Regions from separate parts of the Gadus morhua genome. Here region 1 is linked to region 2. A link is a contact called in public Hi-C data. All regions are on one chromosome and are shown on one strand. Each heading gives the region's core, a stretch centred on a gene start, on an enhancer-like site or on the middle of the called end of the contact. The rest is flanking DNA. Distances are from core to core; before and after follow the strand shown. Region 1 holds the start of tmem229a (transmembrane protein 229A). Region 2 holds the start of gpr37b (G protein-coupled receptor 37b).

The links. Hi-C and Micro-C count contacts between places; a contact is called where the count stands out from the background.
Region 1: a Hi-C map of gill shows a contact between it and region 2, with 6 times the contacts expected there. The contact joins the promoter of tmem229a here to the promoter of gpr37b in region 2. A contact is called at or near these places in 5 of 6 Hi-C or Micro-C datasets (blood, gill, gonad and 2 more).

The regions. Positions count from the first base shown.
Region 1 is chr19:21,212,899-21,218,094 of gadMor3.0, forward strand. It overlaps tmem229a (transmembrane protein 229A), which reads left to right and starts at 3,642. Exons shown (of 1, transcript XM_030341898.1): 1 at 3,642-5,196. The coding sequence starts at 3,947. The coding sequence ends at 5,071.
Region 2 is chr19:21,037,194-21,041,813 of gadMor3.0, forward strand. It overlaps gpr37b (G protein-coupled receptor 37b), which reads left to right and starts at 2,054. Exons shown (of 2, transcript XM_030342213.1): 1 at 2,054-3,682. The coding sequence starts at 2,579.

The DNA.
Region 1 (5,196 bases), core at 2,392-4,891, 180 kb after region 2:
GGAGAATAGATGATGAGAGATGGGTAGAGGAGGGGCAAGGCAAGCAAAAGAGGAGAAGGGAGGGGGAGCAGGGGAGAAACGTAGAGAGGAGGAGGAGATGGATAGGGGAGGAGAAGAGAACAAGAGAGGAGAGGGAATAGACGATGCAAGGAGAGGAAAAATAACAAGGGAGAGTAGGATAGGGGAGGAGAACAGAAGAGGAGAGGCGAGGCGAGGCAAGCAAAAGTGGAGAAGGGCGGGGGAGAAACGTAGAGAGGAGGAGGAGGATGGGGGAGGAGAAGAGAGAGAAGGAGAGGAGAGGGAATAGATGATGCAAGGAGAGAGAAAAATAAGAAGAGGAGGAGTATAGGGGGAGGTGAAGAGAGGAGGAGACGATGCTTGGAAAGAGGAAAAATAACAAGAGAGAGTAGGGCAATGGAGATCGGAGAGGAGGATAGAGGAGAGGAGCGGAGGAGAGAGGGAAGGGGATGAGAGGAGAGGAGGTGAGGGAGCGGAACGGGGAGATGCGTCTCCTGTCAACATGTTTACCAAAGTCGAGCAGATCAACAAACCCAGCGACTGGAAGTTGTTAACGTGACGCGAGGATTTGATGATTTAACACTGGTGGAGGGGATACTGGGAGGAGAGACTGGGAGGAGGAGGGGAGACTGGGAGGGGAGCAGAGGGGCATGTAAGAGGGTAAGAAGAAACAGTAAAAGTTGAGGACAAATGGTGGGGGGGGGGGGGGGGGGGGAGAGAGAGAGAGAGAGAGAGAGAGAGAGAGAGAGAGAGAGAGAGAGAGAGAGAGAGAGAGAGAGAGAGAGAGAGAGAGAGAGAGAGAGAGAGAGAGAGAGAGAGAGAGAGAGAGAGAGAGAGAGAGAGAGGCCCAGATTAAATGGTTTTCAGGGGGCAGATAAAAAGCAAAGGAACAAAAAGAAAGAAAGAAAATGAAAGGAGTATCCTCAATGATCCATAACCATATTACCAGAAGGCCATGGTACAGAGAGAGAGAGGCTGAGTTGTGTTGCTGGGTGTGGCCCTTTCTGTTCAAGAAGTGAACGGAATTCCTAATGAGAAAGGGAAGGCACACACACACACACACACACACACACACACACACACACACACACACACACACACACACACAGCTCTGGGAATAGTGCAACACACATTTTCTGTGTATCTGGAGGACTGATATCTCGCGGACTGCATAACCTTCAACTCTTGGATGCACACAAACACACACACACACACACAAACCAACAAACATGCGCACACACACAGGCGCACGCATTTCCCTCTCACACGTGACGTGCACCAGGACACAACGTCACATGCGTGCGGGGATTTGCATCCGCTCTGACACTGATGGATGCACTCTGTTTCTCACAGGTGAGAAAGAAGGAAACAAACAGCCTGTGCACACAGGGCGTCTGACGAGACAAAGGCGCGTTTATAAAGTCAAGCAGGGTCAGGAAACGCAAAGAACCACACAATCGGAAACAGTGGCACCAGCCACCCCCCCACCTCCCTCTTCCATTCAATAACGGGTCAAACTGGAGGAAATGGCTTCTGAAATTACATTTCCAGAGCGATTTTAAGAGCCCAGAGACTAGAGTCGTGTTCAATCCCTTCTCGAGGGAGGGTCAGAGGACTGTCGGATCAATCAGCCAATCGCGGTGGACGTTCTGTTTTTTTTTTTTTTTTTTCTTAAAACAAACAGTATAACGAGCTTAAGAACACAAGTCTGATGAGGAAATCTGTCGAGGAACGTCTGTGGAACCTCTGCCAAGCGCCTTCTGTAAGGGTTGAGGGACTTCCTGTTCTATTTGGAGCCCCACAGGGGATAAACCGGCTATGTTTGGCTCAGATGTTTGGATCGATCCACACTGAAATGTGAGCCTTTGGGCTGACTACTTCAGGCCATTCGAGTGGTTGAGGTGATTTTCTTCGTTATTAGGGAAGCATGTGACTCAGGAGGTAGAGCGGATTGGCTGGTAACAGGAAGATTGCTAGTTCGATCCCCGCCTCTTCCTAGCTGAGTTTTGAGGGGTCCCTTAGCAAGGCACCTCACCCTGACTGCTCCTGACGAACTTGCTGTCGCCTTGCATTGTTGATACCGCCGTCAGTGTGTGAATGTGTGTTTGAATGGGTGAATGTTATAGGCAATATTGTAAAGCGCTTTAGGTGGCCAATGAAGTCCATTTACCATTTACCATTATCGAAATTTCAACCAGAGGGATTTGGTTGTCAACTGGGTTGTTGCAGGAGTCATTCACACCATTTTGTGGTTTAGCAGATGCTTCATTCCTAACCGATTGATGGGGAATCCCCTTGGATAAATGACATGAATGATCAGGTAGAGGTTAGGACATCTCCCTCGGGGATGCCTGCAGGGTAGTCTGCCGCCCCTTGGGCTCAAAGTCTAACCCAACAAATTTGGCTGCCAGTCAACGCAACATAACCACTAGACCAATCTTATCATTGAATCATAAAAGACGAAAACTCAAAACAATACAGTGTAATTAGATTAGCTCAGAGATAGCTAAGTGTGAAAATTGTTATCGTAATTCGGTGATTGCAGCAAGAGTTGATCATCATGCATGCATCTGTAAAGAGGTTGGGCCCACCCATGGCGATTTGAAAACGTGTGACGATGGTGTCATCTAGTGTTTAGTGTAGGAAATGCATCTACGAAAGGTATTTTTGAAGATGAGCTGCCAGTTTTTCTCATGAATTCTGATAATGACACGCATGTTGTCTGTTACATTTGATCAATTCTCGTCCGATATAAGCTTCTCAAAACAACATTCTCTCCATAATAAATATGATTGGAATGATTTCCGCAGCCTATGCAGTAAGGGAAAGTATTTTTATCATTTTATGACTACCCTGCTTACACTGGAAATGTATTGCGCCATTTACAGTGTAGCTAGTCAGTGAATATTTTGTGAAATATACCACTTGATTGCACCATTTATTGCAAGATTAAATTGTCCCCATCTATCTACATATCTCAGTCTTTCTCCCATCAGTTCATTGCCTGTACTTTGGCTCCCCCCTGTGGTAGAACCGTCTTACTGCAGGTCTATAGTGTCGTGCAGACGGCGTGATTAAACTGCAGTCCTACAGGATATAACCCAGTAGGAGTAGGCCAACATGAGCTCCAGGCACGTTGTGTAATAATGCCGTGTCCTATCGTGGACAATGTGGGCTGAATAAACATGTTTTTGTACTATCTTTTCCACGTAACAAACATCTCTTGGTTGTGTGGTTATTTTTGGGTCTCATAAATAATTGTCTCTGAATGAGACCATGCAACAGCACAGAAAGAGGCCACTTTAACTGGTTCAAGCGGATGTTTCCAGAAATAGACAGTGTGGTGGTGCCTCGTCGTCATGGTGAAACTCCCCATATAACCGCAGATCAGCGGGTCTGTCGTAAAGTAGCCTACCAACGGGTTTAATCGATGTCGAAATGAACGCGCTTGCATTGTCGTCGTCCGTCATTAACAGCTCCGAAGTCTGAGGCTGCAATCCTGATTCTCTCTCTCTCTCTCTCTCTCTCTCTCTCTCTCTCTCTCTCTCTCTCTCTCTCTCTCTCTCTCTCTCTCTCTCTCTCTCTCTCTCTCTCTCTCTCTCTCTCTCTCTCTCTCTCTCTCTCTCTCTCTCTCTCTCTCTCTCTCTCACGTGAGTCTCTCACAAGAGTTATCAGACGGCCAGCCTCCTGGCAGCAGAGACTATTCCACACAACACCTCGACGAACAAACACACAGACATAGACACACACGCACAAACGCGCGCGCACACACACACACACACACACACACACACACACACACACACACACACACACACACACACACACACACACACACACACACACACACAAAACAACATGCGTCAAAGAAAGACCCGCAGCGGCGAGCTTTCGCAGTAACCCTCCTCAACCTCCTCATCCTCGGGAGATGATGGCCAGCCGGTGCGGAGACGCAAACACCGGACTAAACACGACCACCAACCGACGAGGCGCCTCCGGTGCGACCGGTGATGATGATGCGACGAAGACCACGAAGAACACCACGGCTCTCCCTCGCTGGATGCGGCTTTATTTCTATGGCATGCACGGGGTGGCCGTGGACGTCCTGCTGTCTTCATTCTGTGGGATCGTTTTCGAGCGGGACCCCAAATTGGTAGGCTACTCCTCGCCGTACCTGTGCCTCGCTCACTGCCTCACCCACTGGGCGCTGGAGCGGCTCCACGCGCGGAGGAAGCTGTTCCCCGGTGGTCCCGCGGTGTTCTCGCTCGTGCTCTACCCTTGCGTGTACATTGGCCTGCACATCCTCCTCCTCGAGAGTGTAAACATAGGCTCGCGGGCGGGACCGGGGCTCGCGCTGGCTGGGGTGACCCCCTTGCAGATCGCGGTGCAGTACCTCGTGGCGCTATACTTCTCCCGCGTCTTCCACCCGTGGCTGTCCCGCCTACGGTACCACCACCCCCGCCCCCACCCCGGCTTCACGGAGCACAAAAACGGGGTTCAGGTGGCCGAGCATGGGGGCCTCAAGGGTATCCCGGAACACGGACTCAACGGTCTCCCGGACATGGCCCACTTGGTGTTCTACGGCATGCACGGCTTCCTGGACGAGGTGGTGTTCACCGCCGCCTTCAACCTGATGGAGCGGCGCGCGCTCGGCGGCCACACGTCCCTGTGGTCCTTCCTGATGTACGGCACGTGCAGCTTCGTGGTTGAGAAGCTGTACGTGCGCCTGCGCTACGCGTGGGGCTGGGGCACGTGGCGGCGGCTGCCCCTCTACGTGGCCTTTATCTACGCCTGGGAGCTCACGTCGGGACTCGCGCTGAGGCAGGTGGGCGCGTGCTCGTGGGATTACTCTCACTACCCGGGTAACTTCATGGGGCTGGTGACCATCGTGTACCTGCCCGGCTGGATGGGACTGAGTCTGTACCAGGATGTCCTGTCCAACGTGCTGTTCCGTGTCCAGTGGGTGGGGGGGTCGGGGGAGGTTGAGGATGGGGGGGAAGAGGAGGAGGACGGGGAGAGTGGGAAGATGGATCTAAGTAAAAAGTTGTTGTAAGTTGTGTAAAGAGTCGTTTTATGAACGATGAATAAGGCACCCCCAGGCATAGAATAAAAAAAAATTCCAGTGAAAGCAAAGCCCTTTCATTATTGTGGATCAAGTTGATTGACGTTTTCATTGAT
Region 2 (4,620 bases), core at 804-3,303:
TGTGTGTGTGTGTGTGTGTGTGTGTGTGTGTGTGTGTGTGTGTGTGTGTGTGTGTGTGTGTGTGTTTGGTTGGTTGTTGGGCGTACAATTTGGCTTGGTGTGTTTGTGTGTGTGTGTGTGTGTGTGTGTGTGTGTGTGTGTGTGTGTGTGTGTGTGTGTGTGTGTGTGTGTGTATGTGTGATTGCGTGTGTGCGTGTGTGTGTAGTCTCACAAAACAGCGTAGTAGGACTGCTGGATCAGAGATCCAAGTGTGCACGGCAGAGTACATGTGTGCGCATGCATACGCACACGCGTGTATGCGTTTGTGTGTGTGCATCAATGTCTGTGTGCGTATTAGTGCATATAAGGTGAGCAGATGTTAACATACATGTGAGTGCGTGCATCTGTGTGTGCCTACCTGTGGCAATCACGAGTGCAGGCCTGTGTGTGCATGTGTGAGTAACTGTGTGTGTGTGTGTGTGTGTGTGTGTGTGTGTGTGTGTGTGTGTGTGTGTGTGTGTGTGTGTGTGTGTGTGTGCATTCCTATTCTTCGTCTCTCCTTTACTGTGTGTGCAGGCGGCCGTGTGTCCGTCAAGTGTGCGTTGTCCTCTGACTCTACTTAAGGCTTAATGGCCTCATTTAATTTATTCTGGCTTTCTTGAATTATTGATCTCCCTGTAATGTATCTATCTTTCTATTCTCCGCCACAAGCCAGTGTGTGTGTGTGTGTGTGTGTGTGTGTGTGTGTGTGTGTGTGTGTGTGTGTGTGTGTGTGTGTGTGTGTGTGTGTGTGTGTGTGTGTGTGTGCATGCTGGGTGCTGTTGCATCGATCGGCATACCCAGTCAGAATGAAACGGACACAGACAGACAGAAAGGTTGTTAGATAGATAGATACAGGTAGTTAGACAGACACACTGACAGACAGACAGACATGTAGTTAGAGGGATAGATAGATAGATGGATAGATGGATACAGATAGTTAGACAGACAGACAAACAGGAAGTTAGATAGACAGGTTGATGAAATATTTCACAATTACTCCTGCATCTGGCCATCCACTTTGTATTCATCAAATAACCACCGTATTGAAAGCACCTGAACCGGCAGTTCCGTAAAGTATCTTAATAGCTTAATCGATCGCATCGCCGAAACGCGTGCAATTACTACCGTCCACGGTGTCATCGTCCATCGTTAACGCGGCTAGTCGGGCGTGGCTGCCGACGGACGGCGCGTTCAGCCAGCGGCTACAGCGTGTAGTCTGCCTCGGGGTAGGCGTGGGTAGAGGGGGGGTCGGGGGGGGGGGGGGGGCGGGGGGCTGATGCTCCTTGATAGATGAGGAGTGACAGATCGGGGTTAGCCGCCAGGGGAGGTCATTTATTTCTTCTTCTTCTTCTTCTTTTTCTTCCACACATTCTACCCCGATGCCCTACCCACCGTGGAGAGGGAACGAGGAGAGAGGAGAGGAGGGGAGAGAAGAGGAGAGGCTGGACGCAGACCAGGAAGCGACAAGAGTGGCCGAAAGCCGCGCCTCGACTCGATACCCCCCACCCCCTTTGCTCTCTCACAGTCTCTCTCTCTCTCGCGCTCGCTCGCTCGCTCGCTCGCTCGCTCGCTCTCTCTCTCTCTCTCCCACACGTTGCGCTCCCAGTCTGTCGGCAGCACCGCAATGCCGCTGATGCCTCGAGAAGACCAAACCCACACAGAACACATGCGGAACCGAGCGTGACGCGCGGCGGATATTATTCAAGCAACGGAGGGTTTATGCGTGCGTGTGTTTGCGCGTATATGTGCGTGTGTTAGTGTGTGTGCTCTGATTGCACGAGCCACGTTGTGCAAGATGCAACACATCTTTTTGCTCGGCGCGATTGGATTAGTTTGAACGCAATGTGTGTCTCTCTCTCTCTCTCTCTCTCTGTTTCTGTATCGCTCTCTTTCTCTTTCTATCTTTCTTTGCTGTAACTCTCATATCACTATCTGTCTCTCACTCTCCTCTATCTGTGTGTGAGTGTGTGTGTGTGTGTGTGTGTGTGTGTGTGTGTGTGTGTGTGTGTGTGTGTGTGTGTGTGTGTGTGTGTGTGTGTGTGTGTGTGTGTGTGTCTTTCTCTCTCTCCTTCTCTCCCTCTCTCCCTTTTCACAAACACACACACACACACACACATCCATCTGTCGTTGGTCCTCGGCGGTGTTGCTTCGGGACTCTCCATCGGCGTCTCCAGTCTTTCCGGCGGGGGACGCTTTGAGAAGCGGCCGGGAAGGAGGCGAGGTCGACGGGGACGGAGGGGACGAGGAGCCCCGCTGTTGGAGCTCTCTCTTTCTCTGGAGGATACAAACCGAACACAGCTGCTGACAAAATATGATGTCCTGAAGTTTATTGGACGTTTCTGGATCCCCCCCCCCAGCCCTACACGCAAACACACAGACGCACACACGCACACGCACACACACACACACGCACACACACACACCCGAGGCGCTTTGTGCTCCTATCTCAGATCGCCCAGTGATGGGTGTCGACTGATCGACTGGGAGCGTATTTTTGCGGTGTGTTTGTTTTGACGTTTAACCGGGATTACTAACCGGTGTGCCGTCATCGTGGACCATGCACTACCTCCCGTTCTTCCTGTTTCTGGCCAACGTGGAGCTGCTGGAGGCTCTGAGGAGCCAGCACGGGCTCGCGCTCGCACCGGGACCGGGTCGCGGCGGCACCGACGATGACGCCGAGAACGGAACGTTTCACCACAGGACGTTTCACGTTCCCCCGCGGGAGGGTCCCGACCATCGCGACCACCGCGCGCCCCTCAAGGCAGCGCCCTCGTCCTCCGCCACAGGTGTGTCCTCCTCCTCTCTGGAGACGCAGGTGCGCCCCGGAGCACCACCCATCACCTCCGTCAACTCCACTCACTCTCGAAGGAGAGCGGCGGCGGTGGTGGGGACCCCCGCCGAGAGGAGTAAAGGGGGGTACAACTTTAAAGACGTCTCGACGGGGATCGTAAACTCATCCAGGGACGCGTCGCCTCACCACAAGAGGAGAAAGTTGCAGGCGAACGGCGACATTCCCGCGCTGGGAAGCGTTGGGATTAGCGCGCGGAGATCCCTTGATAAGTCCCCCTCCACGGGCCGATGGGGGGGTCGGGAACAACAGAATGAGGAGAGCGACAGGCGCAAGAGGGGCACAAAGGACGAGCAGAAGAAAGGCTCCAAAAGGGGCCGAAACCATGCGAACAAAAGCCCCATGGCTCTCCAGGCGTCGCCATGGGAACCGCTGCCCAGACCCGCGGCGCTCTCCTCCACCGACCCGCCCCCGGACTCCTTCACGCGGCGCCCCGTGGAGTTCATGACGTACGGCGAGGAGGAGAGCAACCCGTGGGACGCCACGCCGATGACGCCGCCGAACCCGCAGGACTTCCCGCAGAGCGAGATCCGGAATCCCTTCTACCCGGTGACCGGCGAGACGTACGGGGCGTACGCCATCGTCTGCGTGGCCGGGGTCATCTTCTTGGTGGGCATCGCGGGCAACATCGCCATCCTGTGCATCGTGTGCCAGAACTACTACATGAAGAGCATCTCCAACTCACTGCTGGCAAACCTGGCCGTGTGGGACTTTGTGCTGATCTTCTTCTGCCTGCCCATGGTGGTGTTCCACGAGCTCACAAAGTCCTGGCTGCTGGGTGACTTCACCTGCAAGGTGGTGCCCTATCTGGAGGTAAGGCCGTCCTATGCTACCGTAGTCTACTCTAGTCTATTCTGTCCCTCTATGCTATGATGTTCTCTACTGAGTGTACCCTGTTCTGATCTACTGTAGCCCATCTCTAACCTGTCCCACTCTAGACTGATCTACGCTTTGTCCACCCTATTGTACTTTAGTATTGTACTCTATTGTACTCTGTTCTACTCTATGCTATTCTATTGCCATCTTCTCTGTTGTACTATATTCTGCATGTTATTATATGTGTAGTGTACTCTACTGGAGTCTACTCTGCATGCTCTATTCTATACTGTAGTCTACTGTAGTCTACTATCCATGCTTCTATCCCATACTGAAGTCTACTGTACACTAGATGCTTGGATCCCATGTTGTAGTCTAGCTCTCTGTAGTGAATGTACATGCTTCTATTCCATACTGAAATCTCCTGTAGTTGACTCTACATGCTTCTATTCTAAATCTACTGTAGACTACACTCCATGCTTCTATTCCGTACTGAAGTCTATCTACTGTAGTCTACTCTACATACTCTACTTCACCTTATGCATCTCAAATCCCTTTAAGGCAGACCCTCTTATTTCAACGTAACATGAGACTCTGAACAACAAACTGAAAGCCAGGATGTTGTGTTATGATGTCACTGGATGTGTCAGAAGAGCTGATTTTGTTTGTGTGTGTGTGTGTTTGGATGGGCGTGTGTGGCCTTGTGTGTGTGTGTGTGTGTGTGTGTGTGTGTGTGTGTGTGTGTGTGTGTGTGTGTGTGTGTGTGTGTGTGTGTGTGTGTGTGTGTGTGTGTGTGTGTGTGTGTGTTTGGATGGGCGTGTGTGGCCTTGTGTTTGTGTGTGTGACCTAATAGCATCTGCATGGCTAATGAGTCGTCAATGGAGCATGATAAATGTCACTTACTTGTTTGGCCTGCGGGAATAGACGTGTCCTGG